Regions from separate parts of the Gossypium hirsutum genome. Here all the other regions are linked to region 1. The links are chromatin contacts, called in public Hi-C maps. All regions are on one chromosome and are shown on one strand. The core of a region is the stretch at or near the end of the contact, and the rest is flanking DNA. Distances in the headings are between cores, read along the strand shown. Region 1 holds the start of LOC107899401 (protein trichome birefringence). Region 2 holds the start of LOC107898302. Region 3 holds the start of LOC107952833 (activator of 90 kDa heat shock protein ATPase homolog). Region 4 holds the start of LOC107952831 (origin of replication complex subunit 2). Region 5 holds the start of LOC107899750 (homeobox-leucine zipper protein HOX11).

Region 1 (4,549 bases), core at 907-3,406:
GCCCAGGTTGTCAAAGCTTTCCGAAAGGCCTCGAGAACATTCAATTCATTATAAACATGGCTACCTTCCTGGTAATAATCTTTCCTGTAGTTTGCCATTGTTTAATATGAAAAATAATGGTTAAACTCCATAGATCACCCATAACAGCCTTATCAGGTAAACAGTTACATGGAAATATAATCAACCAACCCTTTGGAAGTTTTCTCATGAGTCCACCAATGACCTGTATTGAAGATAAGGATATCTGCCGATTTATATTGATCTGATGATTTTCCAACAAGATCAAGCCGCAATGTCTCCTTCTTTGCTCCAGTTTTGTCTGGCATTTCCCATTCTCGGACCAAGAACGGAGATACGAAGAACTCTATAGTGAAATTATAATCCTGTTCATCATCATCCAAGCCAACCCCAAAAAGGGAAACAAAATAAGTTTCATTAAATTTCAAGTACATTACCTAATGTACCAAAGATAAGCAATGAAAAACCTACTTTGAATATGAAAGAATACGAAGCTTCCCCTCGAAAATAATGTCTTCCATGTGCTTCATAAACATTTTCGGGGTTTTTTGCAGCATTTCTCAGAATGCAAACTAGAGATTCCCACATATTCCTATTTAAAGAATCCCCGACAAAAACAAGCCTCTTACCCCTCAATAACTCCAACATGTGACCACCATTCAATCTTCAAGGGGAAAAAAAAAGGATCAGTTTCATGTAATTAATCTTATTTTAATAATAAAAGAAAACACAATTCAACAGTTTATATTGCAATCTGTAAATGAAAATGCAATCAACAGTTTAGATTACTAACAGAATCAAATAAAATCCCTAGATGACTAATTCAAAGATCAAACATGACCAAATTCCATTAAAGAAAAACCAACTCAATATCAAACCGATCAAACACGCTCAAAAGTATTACTTGGACGATAAGACACTAAAAACAACATTAAAAGAATCAAATACCTTGGTAAAGTGCAGCCTTTAGGCTTCCATTTCAGTTTCTGATAATCTCTATCAGGCCTTCCATTGGCAACGCAACTAAACTGCTCATCAATGAACGAACAGGACCCAGGTTTATAAAGTGGATATGAATCATCCTTCAACCATTTTCCATCGAATAAATCGCAGTTCATCAAAGAGTCGATTAAATTATCAATTTCCTGTTTAGCTGTCAACCCTGAATCACTTCCATTGCTTGGTTTGTTTGTTAGGGAAGCTGAGTAGTTCGACACCACACCCTTTTGCCCTACGATTTTCTCTCCCTTCCCAGAACTTAACTTGTTGGAAGATTCAGATTTAGCTGGAGAATTGGTGCTCCGATTAGCTGCCTCCAGGGTTTTCTCTGTGACCGTTGTTGTCTGATTAGATTTCAGAACTTGAGCTTTATCAGAATTCTCTTTCTTTCCAGTCTGGTTATTTGTACTTGGAGGATTTTGATTCAAGTTAGGAGGAGGAGAAACTGTGGTCTGATTTGCATGCAAAACTGAACTTTTGGTGTTGTTTAAACCACTGTAGGGAGACCTAAAAGTTGTATTTTCGGAGCTGGGGCGTTGTTTATTTATGTTGAAAGATTGGGTTTTGTTGGTTTTTTTGGCAGAAAGTAGGTCCTCACTTGGATTGTTGGCTACTTGAGTTGCAGTGTTATTAGATCTGGTGTTGCTATTAGAAGAAGACGGAGATGAAAATGGAGAAGGAGAAGTGATGTTAAGAGTTCGTGAAGAAGAGGTGTTGGGAAAGAAGTAATCGAAGAGGGAAAATGATTGAGATCTGTAAGAGCCAGCAGATGAAGTAGCTGGAGAGGAAGTTGATGAAAAGATGTTGGTGACCCAAGGAGAAGAAGAGTTAGAAGAAGGGCTAAAAGCTAAGAAAACAGTAAAACCGACGAAGGCAAACATGAAGAAAGCCACTGTTCTCCTTGTTTTGATGATTGAAAACAGAGTCTTAAACTCTGCCGTGACTGCAGTCGTAGTTCCTCCATTGATAGGCGTGTACTTTGCTATATCCGCCATGGAAGAGACCAAACTTGATCTCTTTTGAGTTTCTATCTCGCAAAACTCAGATATAGAATAAAAAACAGATGAGATGGGAAAGTGAAAGAGAAAAATTAGTGTTTGGGGAGAGAGAGTGGAGAAGTGGGACGACTCTTAAATATGAATACGACTCTACACAAACAGATACTAAATTTTAAGTTGATTTTTCAGTTCAATAGTGAATAAAATGAAATACTAGATCAATCTAATTACAAAATTAGGACAGGTTAGTATTAATCCATTTTCGATTCTGAGTAAATTTTTAATTTGTCGGCCATTATTTTGGTAGAATTTTTTATTTTTAATAAATAAAAAAATTCCATAATCAAGTAATCATATATATATATATATAATAAGGTATACAAGTTGATTTTGTGACAAATGACGCATTTTCCATTTTTTTTTAGACTTTTTTAGATAATCTATTTAATTTTTCATTATCCATTTAATTTCTTTACTTTCAGAAATTATTGTATATATTTCTTCTCAAATTAGCCTTCCAAAATATTTTAAATATAAAATTATATTATTTTTATTTAGCTAAATCTATAAATAAAGTACTATAAATAACGTGATAAATATATAAAATAAAAATTGGACAAATGAAATATATTTACTACAAAGCAAATATAATTTGAAATAAAAATATATTTGTAATAAATATATTATTTTCAAATTACAATACTTAAATAAAGTTTGGATTAGTAATAAAAATTGGATGTCTAGATTAAAAGTATTTTAATTATTTATAATTATGCATTGTACGGGTATTAAATCAAACTACTAAAAATTTTAATATTAAACCTAAATTATCTAAATTTATACAAAAAATTATAAAATAATTTAATATGATTGAGTTTAATTAATAATTTATTAATATCATAAAAATATAAATTTTAAATTATTAATAATATAATATTGATGTTTAATATTTATTAATAATTTGGTTTAAATATAATATAATTAACATATTTAATATATTATTGTTTATAATATTGCACGTGCATTAAATATAATATATTAATAATTTTGATGTTTAATTAATAATTATTTTAATTATAAACAATAATTAGATATTTAAATTATTTAAAATATACTAACATTTTAATATTTTTATTTTATTGTACAATCATAAATAATTTATTTAAAATTAACATATTTAATAATTTTTCTAAAAAATATATAAATAAACTATAAATGATTTAAATAATCTAAGTTATTAATATATTCTTAATAAATTTATCTAAATAATTATCTAAACAATAAATTATCTAAGTAATTTTAAATAAATTATCATAAGTAAACTATGATTTTCTTAAAAATTAAAAATAAATTAAATAAATTATATACAGAAATATATTAAAAAGTATCTAAATAATAAATTAAGCTAATATAGATAATAAAGAGATTTCTTTTCAAATTTTAAACCTAAAGGTGGAGCAATTTTCAAATTTTAAACAAGAAGAAAGAAGAGTTATGGATGATTTAAAACTCTAAAAAATTTCTATAAAAAGGAACCTATGAGAAAATAAAAGGATACAGATAAATTTTTAGAAGAATATCGGAACCCCAAAAGAATTTCAAATAAATTAAATACCAATAAAATTTACACCTCAATGTGAAAACCTAAACCCTAAATCCACTATTTTTTTCTTGATAGTGTATGGCGAAGGCGATCAGTGTCGAGTAATGGCAGAGGTTCATCTTCAAGAAAATAAAGAAAGATCAATCTAAGGGTCTGTTTGATAGGGGAAAATATTTTCCGGAATTGATTTTCCACATTTTCCGGTGTTTGTTTGCTGGAAAATATTTTCCTCATGTAAAACCAATTACAAACACGGGAAAAAGAAGCTTTTATTTTTGGAAAATGTCTTACCGCTTCTAATTCGGCAAGACATTTTCAGGAAAATTTTCCTTTCCCTTCCCCTTCCCCTTCCCCTTCCCCTATCCTTGACACCTGATCTTCTGCTTGCCATCAGCCAACACCGATTCTTAACACCAGACACCGGCGTTCATCAAGTCTAGGAATTCTGCCCTGAAATAGGAACCCCGGAAGAGCTTTCTAAGGTGGAAATGGCTCATCAGAGTTTTCGGGATAACCATTTCCATAAAAAAACATAGTTCTGATCTTCTCATGAGAATTCAGGTTAATCTAGGTGCTGAAATTGGGATTTGGGGTCTTTTGTTAATTACTTGTTCATGTAATTTGTTTTCCAATTTTAGAAGAATTGGTTCTCTGCTGTTGGGATTTCCATATAGTTCTCTCTCTGTCATCAACAGGTATTTTTTCTGTTAATTTTCACTTATTTGATTTCTAAATCGAGTCTAGTTCTTGTTTTTTTCTTGCTAGATGGTAGATCGGGTCTGGTTCTATTTTTTCTTGATTTTTAGATCAGTTCATCTGTTTCTAAAGCAGAACTTGAAGACATGAGATCGGGTCTGTTTCTATTTTGGACCACAAAGTTTTGGTTAGATTTAATATCACTTTTAGGCTATATAGGTGGCATAATTATTGG
Region 2 (4,549 bases), core at 853-3,352, 240 kb before region 1:
TATGAAACCTTATTTATTCAAAAATAAAACCGGGGGGGGGGGATAACATGTTTTTTGGTCTCAATATTTCAAGGAAGAGTAGTGGTAGAATACGATGCCGAGATGATGATGATCGATGATGATAAAGATGAACATAATAAATGGAGCATTCATGGTCTGAAAATCGCATTAAGAAAGAATTTGATTAACCAATAAAAGGTTAAATGATTGCAAGTCCATGCATGATGAAGGATGTTCATGAGGATCATCATTTTCTCACTACAAATGCAGAATTTTTAGGGTATAATTTGGTCCCTAACTTTTTCAGCATAAAACAGCATCCCAGGAAGATAAATGGGACATAGGAAATGATGACGATGATAATGAAATAACAAAGTATTGGAGGAAAACGCTTAATGATTATGTCTAGCAAGAAACATGCAAATATCCTTCCATGTTCAATCAAGGGGTTTGCAATTTGCATGCATATATGCCCAGGCTGAGCTGCCTCCGTCTTTTCTTTTGCTCTCATCATCTGCCTAAAATCATCAAATAAGCCCCATTATTTGTAAAACTAATCAAATTGCTCTCATCATCTCCAATCATGCATGCAAAATGATTGTATTAAACCATGGCAAACATTTTAATATAGATATAGATATATCGGCACTCACTATGCCGGTGAGAAAATATATTTTTTGCTTATTGAAATAATTGAAAAATATATATTTCATTAGTTTTTTTCTAACATGTGGGTCTAAAGTATTGGGTAATTTCTTTTGGAATTTTTCTTTTTAACTTTTTTAAAAATGTCATTCATATCTTTATTAGAGTTTAACTTTAACTAGAATGATCCTAAAAAAGTCAGATTTAGGCACCTAATACACACTACATCATTTTTTTAGATTGCATGAATAACAAAGTATATTAAGAAACATCAAATTCACTCTTATTATTATTTTTAACACTGAATTTAATCTATTTTTTTTATAAAATTCTAAAATCCTAGACCCCTTTAGACCTTATTCTACTTTAATACTTTCCTTAAAATTCTAAATTTTAACGCAGCTTACTATAAATCATAAATCTAGTTGAAGAAAGCATAAACCTTGTATTATTATTATTATTTTTAATTTTATTTAATTAGTCAAAACTAATTAGGGTTAAATATTATTAAGGATAATTAATTTAGTGTTAGAAAGTGTATCATATTAATTAGAATTCTTTAAAAAAATATTATTAAGGGGAATTGTTATCTCTAACTTCACTCATTAAAGATTATTTTCATTTAATAAGATGGGATTAATATTTTTTTTATGTGAAATATAAATATTTTATTAAAATAATATTTTAATTGATATCATGTTTATTTAGTAAATTATAATTAATGGGCTTACTTATATGAAATAGTTATAATTTTACTTAAAAAATTTAGGCAATATGTTTTTATAAAAGAACTAATTTAATAAAAATATATATATACTTCATAATTATGTTTGTTGTTGTTATAAGTGAAATTTGTTATAAAGGGTTAAAATAAAGGGAATAAGTTATATTAGGATCATCCTAGAAAGTATAGTTTTTAGGCACCAATAAATTAATAGTTTCATGTCATTAAATTTTAAAGATAACAAATTATTATACAGTTGTTTATATCTACTATCTTCTTCAATTTAATTTCACTTTAATTAATTTACTTAAAATAATTAATTTTTTAAAATTATAAACAATCATTTTTTCTTTTTCTTTCTTTTTTTTACAATTTTAATCATTTTTTTCCAAAAGTTAATATTTTTTATTTTTGTGCAATCAATTTTTTTTAAAAAAATTAATTTCTAGACAATGGATTGTTTTCCATTTAAAATTGTTTTATATTTCATGTTATACATTTTTTAAAAGTAAAAATTATATTGCATTGAATATTTAGTGATAAGAATTGTGTAGATTTTTTTTCTAAAAAAATACTAGACTGGGCCTTTAATAACATAAAAAAACCAAATACATAGTCCAAAATCAAACTAAAAAACAAAAAAGGCCAGGCCGAATAGAAATAAAACCGGCCAAACCCATAAAACTCAATTAAAATACCCTAAAAAACTACCAACCAATAAACCAGAAAAATTAAAAGAAACAAACAAAACCCAATCAGATATAGCTTGCAACCACCCAAAAAATAAATGCCCTTATCCCTTGCTTTTTGTAGGTTGCAATCTCCTAAGGCAGGTTTCCAAAATAACATTTTCATTTCTCCTGCCTGTTCCTTTCCCTAACCGAGTTTCACAGAGGTCAAAACTTCAATCTGGTGCCCTTGGTCTTCTCCGATCCAACGCTTCCTTGACGAACCCTGAAACATCTCTTTCATGGTAAATTTCCTCTCCCTTCTTCATACTTTCCGTTGAAATCATATGTTTGAGATGATTTGCTATTTTGGGAACATATTAAAAATCTATTATGAGAAAAAAACCTTTTGCACTACCGAATATCTCTAACGATTGCTCCAATCACTGGTTTGTCTGCTGTGTTTAACTTGGATTTCTTTATCGTTGTCATCGAGTCACCCTCAACTGTCACCGATTCGAACCCAACTGAGCCCCCAATAATATGCCTTTAAAACATGCAAGGGCCTCCATAGCGAACTCCGTCAAAAAAGACTCATGAAAAGTTGTTTTCAAGGTCAATATCTCCCCTGAGGCATTTCTAACCACCACCCCTGATGCTGATTTAGCATTACTACCGTCAAAGGCTGCGTCAAAATTTATCTTCACAATGGCTCCAAGCTAGGGAATCCAATTTACATGGACTTAATGCTTGGTATGTTCCTTTTCCTTCATCTCGCCCAACCCCTTCATATAATCCAATACCCAATCTGCAATTTCCTTCCCCAACGATTTTTTCTCCTTATGCACTAATTTGTTTCTGTTTATCCAGATTGCCCACACTCCACAACAAAACAGTCTACGTTGTTCACTGGCATTATTACTAAAAACTCAGGTTAGCCACTCCCAACTATTCCGTACTAAATTTGAAGAAACCCATAACAGGTCAAAATTAACCTAGGTCTCAGTTGATGTAGGGCACTCCCTAAGAATGTGGTCAGTGCTCTTTGCAACTCCATGACAGTTAGGACATAGCTCTTCAACAGGAATTTGTCTCAGCCTTAGATTAACGAAAGTGGAAACAAAATTCCAAGAAAATTTCCACATTGTAATTTTAATCTTGGAGGGAAGATGTAGTGCCAATAACTTTTTATAAAAATCTATAATATTGGTCTCTATTTGAGCATTATTAGGAAAGAAAGTACCTTTTTGTTATAGTTTATAGCCACTTCTGACTGAGAACTCCCCCAAGGGCTTACCACTCCAAACCCTCAAGTTTTCGTGGGCTTTCTTAGATAAGGGAAAATGCAAGATTTTCGTCGCCATTTCCTCTAGGAAGGTATCAACTACAATACTTTCCCTCCATTCTCCATTATGTGTATCAATTAAGTCCGAAACTAAAAGAATCCCATCACCTCTAACATTGCTATATGAATTATTCGTGATAGACCCCGGTATCCATGCATCGTCTCAAATCAAAATCTTCTCTCCTATACCAACCCGCCAATTAAGTTAACTTTGCAAAAGACCCCTCGTTGCCCAAATACTCTTTCAGGTATAAGAAGGTAGATTTCTCAAACTTGCACTTAAAAAGTCAGAATTTGAAAAATATTTAGCTTTTAGAACCCGCGATAATAAAAAATTCAGATAATTTAAAATGCGCCATCCTTGCTTTGCTAACAATGTAATATTAAAACTAGACAAACTCCGAAAATTATACCCCATCTTCCTTTAAATCACACAAATGGCTCTACCCACACCAATGAATACCTTTTCTTTCATGCCCTTTTTCCACTAAAACTTAGCCATAATGCCCTCCAAATCACCACAAAAAAGATTTTGAAAGTAAAAAACACCCCATAAAATATGTGGGAATAGCTTGCAAAACAGTCTTTATAAAGACCTCCTTACCCTCTTGGATAAAAATCGCACATTCCAACTTTTGATTCTCTTTTTGAATCAATTATTTAGATTCTGGAAAGAGGCCTTTTTATTTCTTCCGATCATGTTGGGCAGCCTAATATACCTTTCAGGATTATTAGAAACTCACACCACTAATAAGCTAGAAACGAGACGTCTACCACCTTCTAAAGTGTTCAAACTAAATAATATGGTAAATTTATCATAGTAAACACGTTGACCCGAACATCTTTAATATTCCATTAACAAAAATTTTAAAACTCGAGCCCTATTGACATTTGCTTCTCCAAAGAGAATGCAATCGTCAGCAAACAACAAATGAGAAATTTAGGGTCCACTTCTACTTGCCTTTGCTCCTCTCATCAACCCATCCCTCATTACTAACCTCATAAAAGCTGATAGACCTTCGCTACAAATCAAAAACAAAAACATGCTTAAAGGGTCCTCTTATTGAAGTCCCCTAAAAGGTCTAAAAACCTCCCCACCTTTCCCATTAATTATGACCAAGTACGAAATAGAAGAAATGCATTTCATAGTTATCCCTACCTATGCCG
Region 3 (4,549 bases), core at 1,505-4,004, 200 kb after region 1:
AGAATCCTTGACATGCTACCTAAAAGACATTGGATTTGGAGCTGTTATTTACACATAAAACACATGCAATGCAACAAATATCTGCTACTAACCGTTCTATCTTCACTAGTTACATCTTGGAACGTTCTCCACTAAAAGAGTAATCAAAGTGTCTAGTTGGAGGCTTTGAGGCTCATGCGCCTTATAGAACTGTAAACACATCTTAATCCCTGTATAAAAAGCTCTCTTTTTAACTCTTTCCTATTATAAGACATTTCCAATGAGATGCATATCCAAAACAACAGTTAACTATATGCCATCAATTGAGGAACAACAATTTGAATATTTCCTCTTCTAACCTCATGATCGTTTTGTTGTACCTACGCACACTCTGAATTACTTGGCCAAAGATGCTTCCTGCTCTTCACAGGGCCAACACTGTTGGCACAGAAACAAGTGCTTCATTTTGAACGATTAAACACATTAAATGCAGTACCACAGCCATATGTCAAGTAGCTAGATTATCATGCCTGCTCCGACGGCAGAAACAAAATCATGTCTCCACTTACATCCTCAAAGAAAAACAAACTACAGAATCAGTAGCTAAGTTAACCGTGGTCCAAGCACCAGATATGATGTAAACCAAAAAAAATACTTCAAAAGCAATGGGCAATCCAAAATCTACATTAACTAGATTGTTAATTTGCTTGAAAATAAATAATCACAAACTACGCAGAGAAAATTCTTTGTAAAAACATGGACAACATAGTGAAGCAACCCACAAACTTCACATTGCCCGTGAGCGATTGATCATTCTAAGACCTAATGCAAAAAAAAAAGCCTGTATGCTTCTAACAGAAGAAAGGGAACAATAAAATTTGAGCTTTGTTTTCAGTATCATCAAGATCAATACATTAAAGCAGCAGAGAATTAAACCATTCACTCTTAAGTAACATCATAACACTAACATATACTGAAAGTATATACATCCTCAAGGAGACACTATGCGCACTGACAGACTTATAGTGAAATTGCTGGCAAGGCAACATTTTCATCATTCTCATTATTATAAGTTTTAGGGGATAGATTAGATATCGGCAAACAAGACAACAATGACACTCAGTCCAAGTTTCAACTTTAAAACCATGAACCAGTAGACCAAGATCAGACTTGCAAAGTCTTATAAATTTTTCACAATAAGATAGCTGAAAGAAAGAAGTGTTCATAAAGTTCCAACAATTCAAAACCAAAAAAGAAAGACTATTCCTCGTTTCGGAATAAAATAAATCATATTCCAAAACCAAATACTGCTCGTATCTTATTGAAAATAAGGTCTCTCCAACCCCTCTCAGTGTTCTCCACCACAGTCGCATTCCCATATCTGCATGACAAATCAAAGCAAAAACAGAAGTAAAATCAATGACCCAATTCAGAAAGTACGAAATTAGCCATCTTGCGCAATAAAACAAATAAAAACCAACCTGTCCTCCTCGGGAACATCTAAATGCGTGAGTTTGATTATAGTAACCCCAGGCTCAGGCTCATTGAAAACAAGTCTTACCTGCAACAACAACCCATTAAAGATAAGCCATCATTCGACCACACTGTATTCCCAAAATCCTGGAGAACAGGCAAAAGTGGAATCCATTAAACTTACAGTAGAATCAATCCCGTCGGGCCAACTCCCAAATCTCCATCTCTGAGCAATCAACTTCCCTTCTTGCAACTCCAAGTTAATACCAGTAACCGATCCATCGAAAATAATAAATTGACCACCGACTTCTTTACTTATCCTAGCATTACTCTGAGTAAACCCTTTCCATCTATTCTCATCCATCAAAATCTCATACATATCCTTAGCTCTACAATTAAACTTCTCCGACATTGTAATCGTCTTAAACCCTTTCTTCCCTTCCTTCTCCACTTCCTTTTTGGGTTCCTTCTCCACCCCAACTTTCTCCTTAGAAACTGCAGCTGAGTTACTATTACTAGTAGTAGTATTAGTTTTGGGAGCCGATTTCTTGGCTTCCAATTCATCTTTAACGGGGCCACCTTTCGCCATAGCTTGAACAAAATCCCTCACTTTCTCCAAAACCAAAGGCTTCCCTTTGGCCAGCATCGCTTCCTTCAAGGCTTTACCAATGGGTCCTTCGTCTTTAACCGTCACCTTAACTTCCGGATCCTCGTCAGCATTTTCATCCGAAATGTACGGAATCTCGAGGTTACCTTCAGCTTTCAACAGCGTCTTCCCTTCCCCATCTTTGGCTTCGCCTTCCCAGGATACACTCAAACTGATTTCATATCCGGGAATGACTTTACCCTTGCGAATATTAACATAGGCTTCGCCGTCGACCTTTTCGACCTTCTTGGTCTTGATGCGGAGATTGCCTTGGCCGTCAAGGATGGTGAGATCCGAAAGCGATTTGGTGAAGAACATTTTCGACCAGGGGAGGCAATCGGTTTCAGCCCAGTGCCAGTTGTGGACGTTAGCACCGTCGGGTCTTTCCTCCACGATCCAGCGCTTGTCGCCTTCGCCGTACTTGGCCATTGATGAAAAAATCAAGACGAGGGTGTATTAGGGATTGAGAGAGATGTGAGCATAATAATGGAAGGGAGAGCTTAAAAGAAGCAACTGGGTGGGAGGGGCCGCTCTGGAGGGTTCGGGGCGGGGAGGTAGAAGAATCCAGAATGTGGGATAGATATATAAAATATTATATTTTAGGAAGGATCTAGAAGACTTCACTACTAGGAACTCTTCTGCTTTTAGGGTTTCTTTGTGCAAAGCTTATCGCAGTATAAATATTGTAATTTTAAAACTTCCCCAATAAAATAAAACATTGATTTACTTAGGTATGTTTGATTATGGATTTGTTAGCTTTTACCACCCAATGAAAAGTTGAAATTGTATATTATATCATCATTTTAAATAAAATTGGTTAAATTACATTAATATTATTAAATTGTTAGTAAATTTATATTTTGGTCATTAAACTTTAAAAAATTTCAGAATGATCACTAAATTATTTCAAAGTTTTCATTTAAGTTATTAAACTATTTAAAAAAAAGTTTGGCTAACAAGCTTCAAGCAATGTTTCGATGAACGATATGTGGATTAGTACCCATCGACAAGTATAATAACATATCTTAGATCCAAGTCGATCTAATAGTCATTGTCGGAGATTAGAAAAGAAGATTGTTTGGATTTTGGTTCGTAGATTTGTGGTGTTCAAAGTTGTTTCATGAGAAAAAAAAACTTAATCGTAGAAGGGAAGGGGAAGGAAAGCTTTCGATTGGTGCAGATGGGGCAAACAAAAAAGGCCATACGGTAGTAATTTTAACAACCCAATTACTTAAATGAGAACTTCTAAATAGTTCAGCCACCATTCTATAGATTTTTAAAGTTGAGTGACCAAAACGTAAATGTACTAATAGTTTAGTGACGGTGGGTATAGTTTATCCAATAATTTAATTGAGAGAAATAATTAAATTTGTTTTAATTGATTAAATAAATAATATTTTGAGAGCATAAAACTAGTATTGAGTTGGATAAATTATATAAGTTGTTTTAAAGACTATATAACAAATATATAGTTGTACCCAATACAAGAAAAACCTAATAAAGCCCACTTGTATTATGGTGGGTAGCATATTGGAATATTCATCATGTGTGTGCCACTCACCATGTGATGTCTAAATGGGAGTTCGTGTTTTTTTTATTAAAATTGTATTATTTTTGTCTCATCTTATTCGAATAGAACTTTTGTGGATTTTCCTTATAAAAATGGACTATGGGATAAGTAAACAACACACCACTCTAAATGTAGTCATTGTGTGATCGGTTCTTGAATTAGAGCCCACTCTTTAAGCAAACTGAGGGTGCGAGAATAGCGAAAAAGATCGTGTTTGTTGGAAGTCAAGAATCGATAAGTTCCGTTGAGTGAAAAACATATGTACTAATTTGGTAAAGTTCATTTCTATAAATAACACAAAATGGCTCAGGTTTTAGAAAAAAAATTAAAATTATGTTGTGTAAACAAGTTTTCCAAATTGATTTTTCCAACAATTTGTAATACCCATTACTTGGGATAACCCGACAACCCTAGCAACAAATGTCACATTTGGGCACTACAAACACTAAACTTGAACATCATCTAATTCCATTCATTTTAACCAAATTAAGCTCGTTTGGAGTGGTTCTAGTCATTTCTAACCTATCTTCAAAGTTTGGTTGCAAACGAAGTACATTTAAAGCCTTTCCGGAGCAAAACTAATCAAACTGAGTGGTTTGAAGTAGAGGTATTGGTACCTCTGTGCTAGGTATCAATACCTAGGCTAAAACATTGTAGATTTTATCATTCTAACTCTTAGGTACCAATACTTGTCACTAGGGTATTGCACCCTAAGTGTAAGGGAGCCTTATACTTGCCCAAACACTCTTATGCCACAATCAATTTTATTCATTCTCATACATCAATTAACCAATTTAAAACATAGAACACCATCAAAACATCATTTAATACAACATATACTTCAAACAAGTCTCAACTAAGTTCATAGAGCTAACAAAGTA
Region 4 (4,549 bases), core at 986-3,485, 170 kb after region 1:
ACGTAACCCATCCAGTTGACAATGAACAGAAGGAATCCCCAAAACTGTTTTGGAGAAAACTTTTCTTTGACAGGTGCTAGACACACCAAGCAAACAAAAACGGGATTTTATATCTATTTTTAAAGTTTCTAGAAATTAAATAAATATAACAATGTTTTTAAACCGAAAATTATAATTACATTAATTATAATGATAATTTCGGTAAACTATATATTTATTTGAATTTATGTACGAACCAAATTCATGTTCTCATTATGCGTACAACAACCTTGTACATATAATGTATTCGATATTTGATTACCCACTTAAATTAATTCTATAATTAATTTAATTCAAGCGACAACCAAACACAATACCAACTATGTTTTATTCCATTCATTTCAACTATAGGGTGTGACCATTACAGCAAAACAGGTTTTTAGCGGCATTTTTACCGTCGTTTGGACAAAAAACGCCGCTAAAAATCAAGCATTAGTGGCGCTTTATGGAAAACGCCGCTAAAGATCGAGCATTTACGGCACTTTTCGGAACACGCCACTGCAAATGAGCATTAACGGCATTTTTTCAAAAAACGCCCAAAAGACCTAAGCCCAACGACGTCGTTTTCTTACCTTTCGGGGCTTTAGCGGCATTTTTGAAAAAGTACCACTAATGCTCGGTACTTTAGGGGCATTTTTGGAAAAGCGCCGCTAATGCTCGGTACTTTAGCAACGTTTTTGAAGAAGCGCCGCTAATGCTCGATGCTTTAGCGGTATTTTCGAAGAAGCGCCGCGAATGCTCGGTGCTTTAGCGGCTTTTTTGAAAAAGCGTCGGTAATGCTCAGTGCTTTAGCGACGTTTTTGAAGAAGTGCTGGTAATTCTCGGGGCTTTATCGGCGTTTTTAAAAAAGCTCCGCAAAAAACATTTTATCTGTCTATTTATTATTTAATTGGTTTATTTATATTATTTAAAATTCAATTTATTTTTAATTAAATATTGAAAATCTTCAGAAAAAAATAAAGACACATAGAAATAATTTGAAATAAAAACATAGAAAAATATTTGTTAGAAATGGAAAAATTAAAATATTATTATTTAAAATAATTTTAATTTTTTTGGGTACATTATTGATTGTTTTTTAATTTATATATTAAATAATTTCTTATATAATCGTAAAAGAGATTGTATTAATTTTAAAATATTGAATTAATTATCATTATAGTTTAAGGTTTAAGGTTTAGGAGTTACTATCTTAAGGTTTATGGATCATGGGTTTAGGGATTATGGTTTATGGTTTAAGGGTTGGGATTTAAGGTTTAAGAGTTAGGAGTTTCTGATTTATGGTTTAGGGGATAGGGGATAAGGGTTTAAAGGTTAGATTAATTAGTGTTATTTAATTTATATATTAAATAATTTCTTACATAATCGTAAAAGAGATAGTATTAATTTTAAAATATTAAATTAATTGTCATTATAGTTTAGGGTTTAAGGTTTAGGAGTTACTATCTTAAGGTTTATGGATTATGGGTTTAGGGATTATGGTTTATGGTTTAAGGGTTGGGGTTTAAAGTTTAAGGGTTAGGGGTACTTAAGGGTTAGGGGCTTATGATTTAGGGTTTAGGGATAGGGGTTAAGGGTTTAGGGTTTAAATTAATTAGTGTTTTTTAATTTATATATTAAATAATTTCTTATATAATTGTAAAAGAGATAATATTAATTTTATTATATAAACATTATGATTATAGTTTAAATTATTTAAGAGATAATAGATAAACTTTATATATATTAAATGGTTTAGGATTTAAGGTTTACTTGAGATTTGTTAAATGATGAAATTTTATACAATCAATTAATGCTTTTATATTTAAAAATATTTGATCTAAACCATTTGATATATTTAAATATTAGATTATAAAAGAAAACATTGATAAATAAATAAAAAAAGTAACAGATTGATATGGATAAGTAAATATCTATTTTGGATAGGACCAAATTATAACAAATAAAAATAAAATAAAATAACTAAAAATTATAATTTTATCTAATTATTTTAAATATTACTTAAAATTAAAAAAATATTTATTTAAAATTTATATGAAAGATACAATAATTTAATATAAAAATTGTAAAAATGTAGAACATCATAAATGCCGTAAAAAGTAAAAAATAGCAGCGTTTTTGTTGAAAACGCCACAAAGAAAGAGCAATAAGCCACTAGTATTTTTGCAAAACGGCGTCGTTTTTCCCCTTCTTTTTCCCTCAATCGATTCCCCCAATCCCCAGAAATCCTTTGTCTTTTTTCCCCATTTTATTTTTCCCAAAGCATTTCTCCCCTACCCCGATTCCCTTAATTTTCCCCCCTAATTTCCCCAAATCGGTAACCCTCTGCATCTCCTCAAAGGGTTGTAGCAGAAGGAGGTCTCGAACTAGCAGGTCAAGTGGTACAGATTCATGGAGACCTTACGGATGATAACTACCAGACATTGGACCAGGTTGTTTGTGTTTTATTCTATTTTTGTTCTAAGATCTATTAAATCTAACTTAATTTTGACGCATTCTGTTGTGCAAGTAGATCATTCTTCTCTTATGTAGAAGCCATTCATTAGCATATTTCAAGGCTGCCAGATTCATTCCAGATAAAGTTTTCATGAAGCAAATTCTTAGATCTACCCGTAAATAGAGTATATATGTCCACATTTTGTTCATGGTTCACAACTTGCTTAGTATTTCAGTTTGTGAGACAATCTTTGTTACTCCCGTAGAAAAGTTTGGGTGTTTAATGATTTTACAGATGCTATGTATAATGAAGATTTATAGCCTTCTTGACGGGGTGCACATGTTTATACCTTCGCTTTCACTGTTCTAATCTTGGAGACAGAATGCATTTTTCTCGTTTTTTCTCTCTTGATTTTTGCTTTTATTAGCTACTGAAGTGAACCTTCTTTTGGAATCTGTGGTTGTCTTAGGTACTGGTCCTTTTGAAATTTAGTACAGTGCTTTATTTTGTTACAGCTGAGGTTGTGGCAGGATCAACAGCATGGTTGGGTCGAGGTCATTCTTGTGTATGTGCTCAGAGCAAAGAGAGTGTTGCTCGTCCATCATTTGATTTAACTCCTTCCCAAGTAATGTCTATGATCGGGTTCATCTGTTCATCTCGACGTTGTCAACTATGATGGTCATTTGCCCATTTCATCTGTAATATGTGAATTCCTATCTGCAAAGAAATAGAAATCTGATGATAGGATATCTCATAAAGTTGTCCTGCTACTTTGTATACCATTGATTACTTTAACTAATGAGATTCTCCTGTTGCTTAATGCTATCTTCTGAACCTCATGTTGCTATACTCTATAGACGTCATTTTGTGACCTTACATAGTGGCCACTTTTCTTGCAACATGATTACTCGTATAGCACTCCAATCATGTATAATGTCATTTTATTTTCATTTTCATTTTCGATTATCTTTGCAAATATTTTTTGTTTGAACGAATAATCTTCAGAAAATGGATTTTAACGCGGTGGAGGAAGAGGAATTTGGATTCTCAAGAAACTATTTCTTAGCAAAAGAAGTGGGCAGTTCTGGGAAGAAATCTGCTCGTAAACTCAGTGATATCAACGTCGTTGATGAACAGGTATTTTGCCTCATTGAATCCCCATCTCGAAAAAAGCTTTTTTTTTATTCTTTTAAATTTTGTTGTTTTAAAATTGCAGAAACTTAGAGAAGCTTCAGCTAATATTGAACAAAAGCATCAAAACGACGTTGCAGGTTTAATAAATAGTTGCAAAAGTTTATACCCAAAATGGGTTTTTGATCTCAGGTAATTTAAAACTCTTATTTACTTAATGGTGTAATTTTGAATTTCATTGGAAACTTTAATTTGTTAGAATTTGATCCTCTTAATTTGCAAAAATTGGAAATTTGATCCTGTTTTTGGTGCATACATGCACTTGAACGGTTGGTTTTTGCTAATTTGTTTTGATCTTCAATAGTTTAAAACTCTTATTTACTTAATGGTGTAAGTCTGAGTTTCATTGGAAACTTTAATTTGTTAGACTTCCATCCTCTTATTTTATAAAAATTGAAAATTTAGTCTGGTTTTTGGTGAATATATGAACTTGAATTGTTAATTTGTGCTAATTTGTTGCATTTAAAATGTTATAAAAATTGACAAGTTGGTCCTGTTTTTGGTAAATACATTATACATGAACTTGAACTGTTAATTTTTGCTAATTTTTTGCATGTAAATTGTTGAAATGATGATTTTTTATATGTAAATTGTTGAAATGATGATTTTTTTATCTCCTTACATATTAAATATTGAAATGTTCTACTAACGTTACCCAAAATGGGTTTAGGGTTTTAAAAATTGAAAATTGAAAATTTAGTCTGGTTGTTGGTAAACGCATGAACTTGAACCATTTATTTTTGCTAATTTGTTGCATATAAGTTGTTATAAATATTGAAAAATTAGTCTAATTTTTGGTAAATACATGAACTTGAACCATTGATTTTTGTTAATTTGTTGCATATAAATCGTTATAAAAATTAAAGATTTAGCCCTATTGCC
Region 5 (4,549 bases), core at 1,474-3,973, 160 kb before region 1:
GTTTTAGGTTGCGACATTGATAAGTGGATGTTGTGACCTTTCTTGACTTGGCTCGATTCTTTCATTCCAGGGCTGTGGTTGATGTCGCAACATTCATAGCATCAATGTCGCTACCTTGACTTCAAATGACTCAATTTTGCAACATCAAAGGTTGATCATTACAACTTTGAATGGCAGGCTCCTTGTCTGATGAGAAGCAAGCAATTTCGCATCATTCAAAGGTAAAGTTGTGAGCTTGGGGTTAGAACACTTCAAGTTGCAACATCAGTTTCCTAAGGTTGTAACATTGTTGCTTCTTACTCATTTACTTGTTCATTCTCCCCCACTAAGCTCTTGAAACATCTTAAGCTACCATTAAGTTTATCAAGACATGTAATTGATAATTTATTCAGAAAATTGTAAAACAAACTCAAATTTGCAAATTACAATACAATTTTTCCTAAGTACTGAAAGGCAATAAAAGACACAACTAATTGCTAGATAACAAACTCTTCAAGTGTGAAAAGGGCTCTATTAGTCCTATCGAAATACGACATATCAAACGTATTGTGAACATGATAAGTTTAAGTTTTTAAGATTTGCATGGAGCCTTCTTGGAAATGAGAGCTCAAAAATCTGAGTCATTAAGTATTTTTATTAAGACATGACTAACTGGAAATTGATTAATATATTGGTTTAAATAAAAAATTTTATTCAATTTTTAGGAAAATAGTTTAGAATCAGTTGAATCAGATTTATATATATTTTTTAATTTTTTTATAAAATTTTAATATTTATTTAATTAAAATCGATTGAATTCATTTTTTTAAGAATTTTTTGACGAAGGATTTATGTGAGATGGGTTTAGGTTTTGGGCTCTATATAGTGGTTTTGGGTGGGGTATTAAACAGGGTTGGTTCAATTTTAATATTGTGTTGGTTGGGGTTGTGGGGTTTAAGGAACAAAGTTAAAAAAAATAGTTTTCCCATGCTTAAGTCACCATAGGTGGTAACAATTCGGGGCTTAGTTTTTTTGTGTCCCGCCTAAATCGTCACCAACTATATTGATTTGAGGTATGAGAAAACGAAAAATTCTTTTTACTATTCAATTCATATAATTTTGAGAAATAAAATTGGTTATATATATATTTAAAAAAGTATTAATATTATTTTAGTAAATACCTCTCAAGAGTAATGTTATTAAACCTTGATAAAATTCAAACTTAAAAATCAAAATTATCTAGTTCACAACTTCAGATATTAAAGAGAAATTTAAAAAAAAAAACTAAGTATCAAAGCTACTAGCTATAAGTTTAAAGACAAAGAAGTATATTAATCTCATATTGATCATCATATAAATTGATATAATAATACTTATTTTTATTGAGAATAACAAATAAACGCACATAATTTTTAAGATAATCAATTTTTATATGGTTTTGTGTGGGTAACTTTATTTATCCCACGGTTATTTGATGTGCCCAAACCACATAATTCAGTCATATCATATCACTCACTTTCTGTCTCTTTCTCCAACTTATCATTAAAGCCTGCATGACTTCAATAATTGCAAAGATCCCAAACGCATGACATATCTGACCTACTCTCCATCTCTATTTTAATTACCCTCTTCTCTTCAAAATCCCCCTTCCATCTTCAAATTTTCCAACTACATCTTAAATTTTAAATAATATGAAGTATAACTATGTTAAATTTAATTGAGTATATAATAAATACAATATATAAATGGTTTAATTTTTTGGAATAATAAAAAATATAATTTTTAAGGACTTTATATATACAAGTAAATTCACAAATAATATATGTTCCATAAAATAATTAGTATTCATTCAATATAAAACTTAGATTAAAAAAATCGAAATTTAAAATCAGTATTATTTAAAAGAAAACTCATATATGGCACCTCAACCTTTAGTAACAAGGTCTTGCGACTTTCCTTTATTTATTATTATTACTATTATCATTTATAATAATACTTTCTTTGAAATAGTAAAAGATGTCTCCTTGTCTGCTTGGAATGAACATAATAAAAAGCTGTTTTTGGTCAAAATCTCATATAATCTCTAATCTGACCATATTTTTTCTTTCCAGGGTTTTTTCTCTGTTTCCACATCAGCCTTAGCTCAAAAGCAGGGCTTTCTGGATCGCTTTAACCAATTAGTTAATGCCACATAGGAAGAAACTGGTAAAGCTGAACTGTTTTGGTTGGTGAGTCAACATTCCCAGAGGCTTACACACTTCATTTCAATTTTTATCATTGGAATAATTGTCGAATTCACTACTGGGAAACGGCAATGCAAATCCTGGATTAATTGTCTATCATTTGAAAACAAACAAAATAAAAAAAAAGTAAGAGAAGAAGCAAACAAACAGTGCTAATGCTGTATAATTATTTTGGGTAAAACAACACAATTTAATCATTATTCTCCTCATATCGTCCTCATGATGATTCATAAGTGTACATTATAGAAAGAAATTTTAGTTAGAAAGGAGGTTAAAAACAAATAGATTGGGTCAAGGGTTAGAATAATATAAGATCTGATGATCCCTGCCGTTGGATGAAAAATCCTTTTCTCATGTTGAGATGACGATAATGATGATTTTCTAGCCCTAATTGTTTGGTGAGAGCACAATAAATACAGAAGCATTGTGAAGTTATCTCTGCATTAATTAATTCTTCCCATCAAAGTATTTAATGACACTTTCTTGATTTAAAACAAGAAAAAGAGAAGAGAAGACTCGTCGTTGTCTGTATCCCATAAACCTAAAACAGAAGATTTGCTTAAACATCAGTTGATTCGTTTATAATATAATCAAAGACCTTTGAATTCACAAAACTTAACTCTCTCTCTTTCTCCTCCTCCTCTCTCTCTGTCTGTGTGTCTCGTGTTTGAAACAGTGTATATTTATATAGATTCACGTGTGTTTTTCAACCTGGATTTGTCGGTCAATCTTTACTCCCAATAAAAAAGGTGTTTCATAGACGAGGGGGGGGGTTGAGTTGTGTGTTTCCATTAAATAAGATCGGATAGGGTTTCTTTTTAACTCTCTTTCCAGGATATATCTTTCTTCATCAAATCAAAGGAGCCCCCCCCCCCCCAAAAAAAAGAAAAAAAAAGTCAAGATCTTCAAAGACTTCTTCTTTGCAGTAGTTATTGGTTTCCGCTGGGGTTTCTCTTTGCAAGAAAAAGGGTTAATGGAGTTAGCCTTGAGCTTGGGTGATCCTTCAAAGCCATTTTCGTTTCTTGACAAAACTGCAAAGTTATCAAGCAAGGATCTAGGGTTTTGCATGGGGCTTGGGAATGGGTTCAAATCACAAGAGAATGGGGACGATGCTTTTGAAGGTAAAAATAGTACGGATGGAGATGAGAAAAGGGTTTCTTCAGATCCACCTCTTCAGCTTGATCTTCTTCCTTTCTCCCCAGTTCCTCGTCCCCAGTCTTCTTCTCAGCTTCGCCTTCCTTGGCTCACAGATAACCGTGAGTATTTCTAGCAGAATTGATATTTGATGGGGGGTATTTAGATCTGGGTATCTTAGGATATTCTTCTTTTTTTTTATAGTTCTTTAATCATCTTGAAGAAAAATTACCAACATTTTTTTTTTTGCATTGTTGTTATTGGTGATAGAAACGGATCCATGGGAGGGACTCGGAAGAGGTTTAGACGTGAACCGTCTACCGTTGGTGGCGGTGGCGGATGAAGCTGAGGAAAAGGCGGCTGTGTCGTCTCCTAACAGCGCTGTGTCGATGGATTTTGGGATTAGAAAGGGAAGCAGAAGAGGCAAGAAAGAGGTGGAGGTGGAAGCAGTTGAAACAGAAAGAACTAGCACAAGAGCCAGTGATGATGATGACAACGGTTCAACTCGGAAGAAACTCAGGCTTTCTAAGGAACAGTCTGCCTTTCTTGAAGAAAGTTTCAAAGAACACAGCACACTCAATCCTGTAAGTCCAAACATAGAATCCAAATTTCCTTTGCTTGCCTCTTGGGTTTTGCTTTAAATTATTTATTTATTTTAAATATTTGATTCAGAAGCAAAAACTTGCACTGGCTAAGCAATTAAATCTTCGTCCTCGCCAAATTGAAGTCTGGTTTCAGAATAGAAGAGCAAGGTACTTTTAAATTTTTTTAATAAAATAAATAATATTCGTACGTTTTCTTGGTATGAGAATTTATATTTTATAGTGATATTTTGAAACAGGACAAAATTGAAGCAAACAGAGGTAGATTGTGAGTATTTAAAGCGATGTTGCGAGACACTGGCAGAAGAAAATAAAAGATTACAGAAGGAACTGCAGGAGTTAAGAGCCTTGCAAACTTCTCAACCGTTTTACATGCAGTTACCCGCTACCACCCTCACTATGTGTCCTTCATGTGAGCGTGTCGCCACCGCTTCCACCACCAACGCATCAGCCTCCACCGCCGATGCCAAAACTGGAGGATACCCATTTTTCTCCTCTATTTCAAACACATGAAATCGTTGGTTGTGGCCAGTTTTTTTATTCAAATTTTGTAAATATTTTTGGGGTTTGGTGGATTTTTTTTTTGTTTGA

The links. Hi-C and Micro-C count contacts between places; a contact is called where the count stands out from the background.
Region 2: a Hi-C map of leaf shows a contact between it and region 1, with 2.9 times the contacts expected there. The contact joins the promoter of LOC107898302 here to the promoter of LOC107899401 in region 1. A contact is called at or near these places in 9 of 34 Hi-C or Micro-C datasets (callus, hypocotyl, leaf and 1 more).
Region 3: a Hi-C map of leaf shows a contact between it and region 1, with 2.1 times the contacts expected there. The contact joins the promoter of LOC107952833 here to the promoter of LOC107899401 in region 1. A contact is called at or near these places in 4 of 34 Hi-C or Micro-C datasets (hypocotyl and leaf).
Region 4: a contact with region 1 is called in a Hi-C map of leaf, with 2.9 times the contacts expected there. The contact joins the promoter of LOC107952831 here to the promoter of LOC107899401 in region 1. A contact is called at or near these places in 7 of 34 Hi-C or Micro-C datasets (callus, cotyledon, hypocotyl and 1 more).
Region 5: a contact with region 1 is called in a Hi-C map of leaf, with 4 times the contacts expected there. The contact joins the promoter of LOC107899750 here to the promoter of LOC107899401 in region 1. A contact is called at or near these places in 6 of 34 Hi-C or Micro-C datasets (callus, hypocotyl, leaf and 1 more).

The regions. Positions count from the first base shown.
Region 1 is chrD04:23,706,529-23,711,077 of Gossypium_hirsutum_v2.1, reverse strand. It overlaps LOC107899401 (protein trichome birefringence), which reads right to left and starts at 2,156. Exons shown (of 5, transcript XM_016825103.2): 1 at 967-2,156; 2 at 490-682; 3 at 190-383; 4 at 1-84. The coding sequence starts at 2,012. It overlaps LOC107898423 (a long non-coding RNA gene), which reads left to right and starts at 3,605. Exons shown (of 4, transcript XR_001684396.2): 1 at 3,605-4,313.
Region 2 is chrD04:23,949,806-23,954,354 of Gossypium_hirsutum_v2.1, reverse strand. It overlaps LOC107898302, which reads left to right and starts at 2,102. Exons shown (of 4, transcript XM_041091276.1): 1 at 2,102-2,790; 2 at 2,908-2,970.
Region 3 is chrD04:23,507,398-23,511,946 of Gossypium_hirsutum_v2.1, reverse strand. It overlaps LOC107952833 (activator of 90 kDa heat shock protein ATPase homolog), which reads right to left and starts at 2,754. Exons shown (of 3, transcript XM_016888029.2): 1 at 1,637-2,754; 2 at 1,461-1,540; 3 at 1,043-1,360. The coding sequence starts at 2,527. The coding sequence ends at 1,267.
Region 4 is chrD04:23,539,429-23,543,977 of Gossypium_hirsutum_v2.1, reverse strand. LOC107952831 (origin of replication complex subunit 2) reads left to right here and starts at 2,235. Exons shown (of 7, transcript XR_001698939.2): 1 at 2,235-2,471; 2 at 2,992-3,613; 3 at 3,693-3,799.
Region 5 is chrD04:23,871,043-23,875,591 of Gossypium_hirsutum_v2.1, reverse strand. It overlaps LOC107899750 (homeobox-leucine zipper protein HOX11), which reads left to right and starts at 2,723. Exons shown (of 4, transcript XM_016825537.2): 1 at 2,723-3,478; 2 at 3,627-3,940; 3 at 4,029-4,108; 4 at 4,198-4,549. The coding sequence starts at 3,196. The coding sequence ends at 4,471.